2 separate regions of the Mus musculus genome follow, and region 1 is linked to region 2. A link is a contact called in public HiChIP or PLAC-seq data. All regions are on one chromosome and are shown on one strand. Each heading gives the region's core, a stretch centred on a gene start, on an enhancer-like site or on the middle of the called end of the contact. The rest is flanking DNA. Distances are from core to core; before and after follow the strand shown. Region 1 has its middle 21 kb from the start of Gli2. Region 2 overlaps Gli2 (GLI-Kruppel family member GLI2).

Region 1 (2,700 bases), core at 95-2,594, 200 kb after region 2:
CCTGACACACTCAACTGCATTTGAAGATCTCTTGATGTGTCTTTCTGTTGGCTTCCTGACTTCAAGACAGGAAACATGCCATAGTCCTCCCCCTCCTCCTCCCCTTTCTCCTCCTCTTTTCCCTTCTTTTTTCCTTTTCTTTTCTGACAGAGTCTCACATAGCACAGGCTATGTGACTTGCTATGTAGCCAAGGATGACCCTGAACTTCTGATCCTCGTGTCTCCACCTCCAGAACACGGAGATTACAGATCTGGACCACCAGGCTTAGTTTACGAATCTGGGTGTGCTGGGCCAGCATGCTACCACCTGAGCCACACCCTCAGCCCCACTTAGTTCTTTGTTTCGTTTTGGTCAGGTGATCTTCTCTACACATATTTTCTCTTGTTGCTTCTTAACCAGCTCCACTGCTGAAGTCATCTATGGTATCACGAAGGCGGCAGATGGCAGCCATCCACAATTGCAGCCCAAGGCTGGGCAGTACCCAGGATCTCCTTGATGTTCTAAAAAGTCCCGTGGCAGACAAAGTTTGGAGCTGTGACGAAAGGATGGGCCATCTAGAGACTGCCATATCCGAGGATCCATCCCATAATCAGCTTCCAAACGCTGACACCATTGCACACACTAGCAAGATTTTGCTGAAAGGACCCAGATATAGCTGTCTCTTGTGAGACTATGCCGCGGCCTAGCAAACACAGAAGTGGATGCTCACAGTCAGCTATTGGATGGATCACAGGGGCCCCAATGGAGGAGCTAGAGAAAGTAATCAAGGAGCTAAAGGGATCTACAACCCTATAGGTGGAACAACAATATGAACTAACCAGTACCCCGGAGCTCTTGTCTCTAGCTGCATATGCATCAAAAGATGGCCTAGTCGGCCATCACTGGGAAGAGAGGCCCATTGGACACGCAAACTTTATATGCCCCAGTACAGGGGAACGCCAGGGCCATAAAGTGGGAGTGGGTGGGTAGGGGAGTGGGGGGGAGGGTATGGGGGACTTTTGGGATAGCATTGGAAATGTAAATGAGGAAAATACCTAATAAAAATATTTTTTAAAAATGTCCTGTGGCTAAAGGACGGTGCAGCATCAGCTGGGCACTGTGGACAATCTCACCAAAAGTGCTATTTTCATTGTCTAATGGTTCTCTGCACCTTTCTTTCTGATGACCCGGGTAGAGGCAGACGATACTGCTCTGTCTGGGTCTGTCTGGGTCTGTCTGCTCTGGGTTGTCAATTACACATCATCAGACCTTTCCAGTCACTGGTTACCTTAGAGATGTTATCTCCCTCTCCCAGCTTAGGGTGATGACTCCCTCTCTTTACCCCTTCTCCACTAGGGGGCCCCATCTCTGCTTTCTCCTTCCCGGGTCAGCTGAAGTATTTGCCACTCCTTCCAGGAAGTCCCTGCCTCTAAAATGTCCTTCCCACCTTCCTTCTCAGAGAAGCCCCATGCCATTGAGCATACAGTTCCAAAACTTCCTTCTTCCTCAAAAGCTTTCCTTGGTGGCAATTCCACAGTAAGGCTATATACTTGCTGCTGCATCGCGTTTGACGAATCTGCTGGGGAGAGGTATTTAGGGTGTGTCTGTGTTTAGCCATACAGACACTTGCAAAGAACGTACTTTTCTGTGTAAATGAGGTCTCAGTCTGTAGCACAAGCTGGACTGGAACTCACTAACAACAACCTTCCTGCCTCAGCCTCCCGAGGGCTGGGGTTTCACAGCTACAGTACCATGGCTGCAAGACCATTCTTGGGTGCACAGATGTGGTAAGATAGTTCAGGACAGGACCTGAAGGTGGAGGCGTTGCTGGGTCGGATACCACAGGCAGGGGTTAATTTAGAAAAGCTGGCCCAGAACTGAGGGTGTGGCTCAGCTAGTGGGTCTCACCTAGCGAGCAGGAGGCCACAGACTAACTGACTGTGGCTGCGGTGCACTCCGGGAATCTTGGTATTTAGGAGGTGGAGTCAGGAGGATCGCAAGTTCAAGGTCAGACCTAGATCGAACTGAGGCCACCCTCTGCTACCTGAACAAGACAGAAAGGATGGAAAGAAGAGGAGGGGGAGGGGGAAAGGGGAGAGGAGGAGGAGGAGGAGGAGGGGGAGGAGGAGGAGGAGGAGGAGGAGGAGGAGGAGGAGGAGGAGGAGGAGGAGGAGGAGGAGACCTCAGGCAGAGAGCGCAATAAATAGGTTGGTGAGAGGGTGCTTCAAGTTAAAGCCAGAGTGAGGATGGAAAGTCGGTCCCCAGTGTCTTACAGCCAGCCCTGCCCCCTCCTTCCCTCTTCCTCTTGCTGGAACTCTTAGATCTTCCCAGATCCAGAAAGCCTTGTGGGGGGGGGCACACCCAAGATAGGGATTTGAGGGGAGGGGGACCCAAAGCCATTAGTGCTTAATTAAAAACCCTTTGTCTTGCTGACAGACCTGCAGGATTTCCTACCATGCAAACCTCAGATGTGCTCTGTCCTTTGGGGTGACACTGGTTGAGGCAGGTGCCCAGAGAATTCAAAAGATGGTAGGTGGGGGAGCTGAGGTCTCCGCATAACAAAACCTTGGCTTTTAAGGACCAACACTGGGGTATTTTCTAACCTCACTTATTCATTCCTTACTACAGCCCTTCCTACAGTGTTTTGTCTTGCTTAGTTTTTAAACTTAAAATTTGTAATATCTATCTATCTATCTATCTATCTATCTATCTATCTATCT
Region 2 (2,700 bases), core at 92-2,591:
ACAGTAGTATCTGGGCCCTGGAGCCATGGGGGCAATGAGTAGCCCTGAAGATTTTTCTGGGAATGCTGAAATTAGAACTCAATTTGGGAGGGTACTAGATTGTGGGTACGGGGCTGGATCTGGCCCTGGGAGTCAAATCAAGACACATGCTATCTATCCACTTCTAAACTCTTAGAGGATCAAGCTCAGAAGAGCTTTGGGTTGGACCAGGGGAAGAAGACAACAAGAAGGGCCAGCTATGTCAGCTACTTGATCATAGCCTGGGAGTATGAGAGTATGCTCATGTGCACCTGTGCTGTGGGAGGTTGGGGAATTGAAAAAGACGCCAAGGATGAAGTGGGATAGAGTTGAAAGTGGAGAAGTGGGCTGAAGACAGGATATCTTGGTGGGCAGCGCTGACTGTGCAGGCATGAGGAGGAGTTTAGGTTGACAGCATCCATGAAAAATGCTAGGCATAACAGTGTGCACCTAAAGTCCTAGCAGTGGAGAGGCAGAGAGAGGAGGGCTCATGGGCTAGCTGAATGGGGGACTCCAGGTTCAAAAAGTAAGGAAGAGTGATTCTCTGGCCTCCATATGTCTGTGTACACACATGCATAGACATTTGCACACACTCAAACATGTACCCATGCACACCTTCCCTCAAATATGTATAAGAATGTCACGGGCCTTACCCAAGAGCCAGAATGAAAGAAAGCCAGCCTCTGCTCTCAAGAGGTCAAATTGGACATGCTGATATTTTCAGTTCACTAAGGTACAAACTTCCCCTCGACAAATCCTCACTGGTGCCCTCCCCAGAAACTCGGCCTGGTGGTCCCTCTGGGGCATCACTCAGTTGGTCTCCAGCTCACCCTACATATTGTAGGTGGAGTTTGAACTTTGAAGTTAGACAGATGGGGTAGACTGAGACTAAGTCTCAGTGTTGGGACTCGTGTGTGACCTGGTAGAGCCACGCATCCTTCACCTGCTGGCTGGTGAGAGAGTAGATGGATGAACAGGTGTAGACAGAAGGATGTACGAGAAGTGTGTGGAGTAACTGTACTGGGTCCTTAGTAGGTGCTCAGCCAGCGCTCCCCCTTCTCATATAACAACAGGAGAACTGAAGAGCTCAGCAGGGGAGCACACCCCGCTCACCCTCCTGACACCCCAACTCATGCCCCCTTCTCACATGTCAGCACAGGAGTTCTGGCAGGAGACAAAAGGAGAGGTTGAGGTGATGAGAATCCCACGTGCACTCTAGCACCAAGACCGGGCCTGAGCTAGCACGCCCAGAGCCTTGGTAATGGGTCCCTGGGGAGCTAGAATGACAGGAGCCATGTCTTCCTGGAGGGGAGCTATGAGGGTGATGCCGGCTGGGAGTATGAGCAAGGCTCTCACAGATGGGGACATGAAGGGAGGGCGTGGGCTTTGTAGCATGGAACAGCCCTGGGGCAGGAATGGACATGTTCCTTCCTAATGGAGTGAGAGGAGGGAAAGAAAGCAGGGGGAGGGAGGGTTGAGGCCCCTGAGCCCCACCCAGCAATGCCTGTCTGGGAAAGTGAACAGCGTGCTGACTCACCCAGACTCGGCCTGAGCACCAGGGTGGGCCCTGATCTCCAACCAGGGAAGGGAGAGAGTAGAAAGACCAGACCTGAGCAGCTGAGACAGGACCATGAGGCCAGAGTCAGGCAGCAGCCTGTGTCCCATCTCACAGACAGAATTACTGAGACCCAAAGAGACACTGCCATGGCAATAAGTTGTAACACTATGAGTTGATGGTCCCTAGCCTGGTTTAGGGGCCTCTGAAGATGGGAAAGGTTAGACCAGACATTTTTGACTGTCAGCTTACACATCTCCTGGGCTGGCTTCTGGGGTGACCTGTGGCTACAACTCTGACCCCAGCTCCTGCCTTCCCATCTGTATCCTCTCAGCTATCTCTCTTCCTCTCCTAAGACTGTCATCAGAAGCCCCTTGCCAAAGAAGTGTCCTTCCTCCCCCAGTCCCAGGTCAAGGTCAGATATCTCGTGAGGCACTGCCGTGGAAGACGGAGCCTTCCTCAGTTTGAGTTTAGCAGATGACTGGGCTCTCTTGGGAGGAACTACAAGTAGTGATATGCTCCTATCTCCCCACTGGGTAGACAGGCCCAGGAGCAGGTATCGACTAGGTCTGCTTGCCAAGTTCTAAGCCTATGCCCACTAAGAGGTTTGAGCATTCTAGTATGTCAAATGAATGGAAGATGGATGGATGGATGAAGGATGGATGGATGGATGGATGAAGAATGTTTGATGGATAGATGGATAGATGGATGATGAACACCCAGTGAGAATAGCAGGCATAATAGCAAAAGACCTGGGTTCCACTTCAGCTCAGTTCAGTTTACTCTGAGCTGTGTGGTTGGAAGAAAACTGTGTGCCCTCTTTGTGCCTGTCTCTTCATGAGCAAAAAGCAACCACAGCAGTGATTCTGTGGATCGGGTGTGAAGAAAAACGCTTGTAGAATACATGAAGGAAGCTGGTGACATTGCCTAAATTCCTGAAATCTATGGTCAACTGAATCTAGGCAACAAAGGACATGGCAGACAGGACAAGCGTGACGTTTGCAATGATCCAAGTACCCAGGTCTAAGTGTCATCACAGGGTCCTCAAAGGTCCTAAAGGAACACGGGGCTCAAACAGAGAGGGCCATGTGACCTCGAGGCAGAGATCACACTGAGGCAGTCCTAAG

The links. HiChIP or PLAC-seq counts read pairs in DNA pulled down with a chosen protein or histone mark.
Region 1: an H3K27ac HiChIP or PLAC-seq map of embryonic stem cells shows a contact between it and region 2, with 9 read pairs. The contact joins two enhancer-like sites. A contact is called at or near these places in 7 of 484 Hi-C or Micro-C datasets (the HPC-7 cell line, cerebral cortex, embryonic fibroblasts and 3 more) and 5 of 115 datasets of contacts at active chromatin or transcription factors (all in embryonic stem cells).

The regions. Positions count from the first base shown.
Region 1 is chr1:119,073,752-119,076,451 of GRCm38.p6, forward strand. No RefSeq gene overlaps it. Among named protein-coding and RNA genes, the nearest start is that of Gli2, 21 kb to the left of the region's middle. Within about 2 kb of position 1,345, at least 12 of the 459 cell types and tissues checked have an H3K27ac peak or open chromatin away from gene starts, as enhancers often do. A contact at or near this core is called in embryonic stem cells, where this site is marked.
Region 2 is chr1:118,872,335-118,875,034 of GRCm38.p6, forward strand. The region is part of intron 3 of Gli2 (GLI-Kruppel family member GLI2); the gene reads right to left. Among named protein-coding and RNA genes, the nearest start is that of Mir6346, 81 kb to the right of the region's middle. Within about 2 kb of position 1,342, at least 27 of the 459 cell types and tissues checked have an H3K27ac peak or open chromatin away from gene starts, as enhancers often do. A contact at or near this core is called in embryonic stem cells, where this site is marked.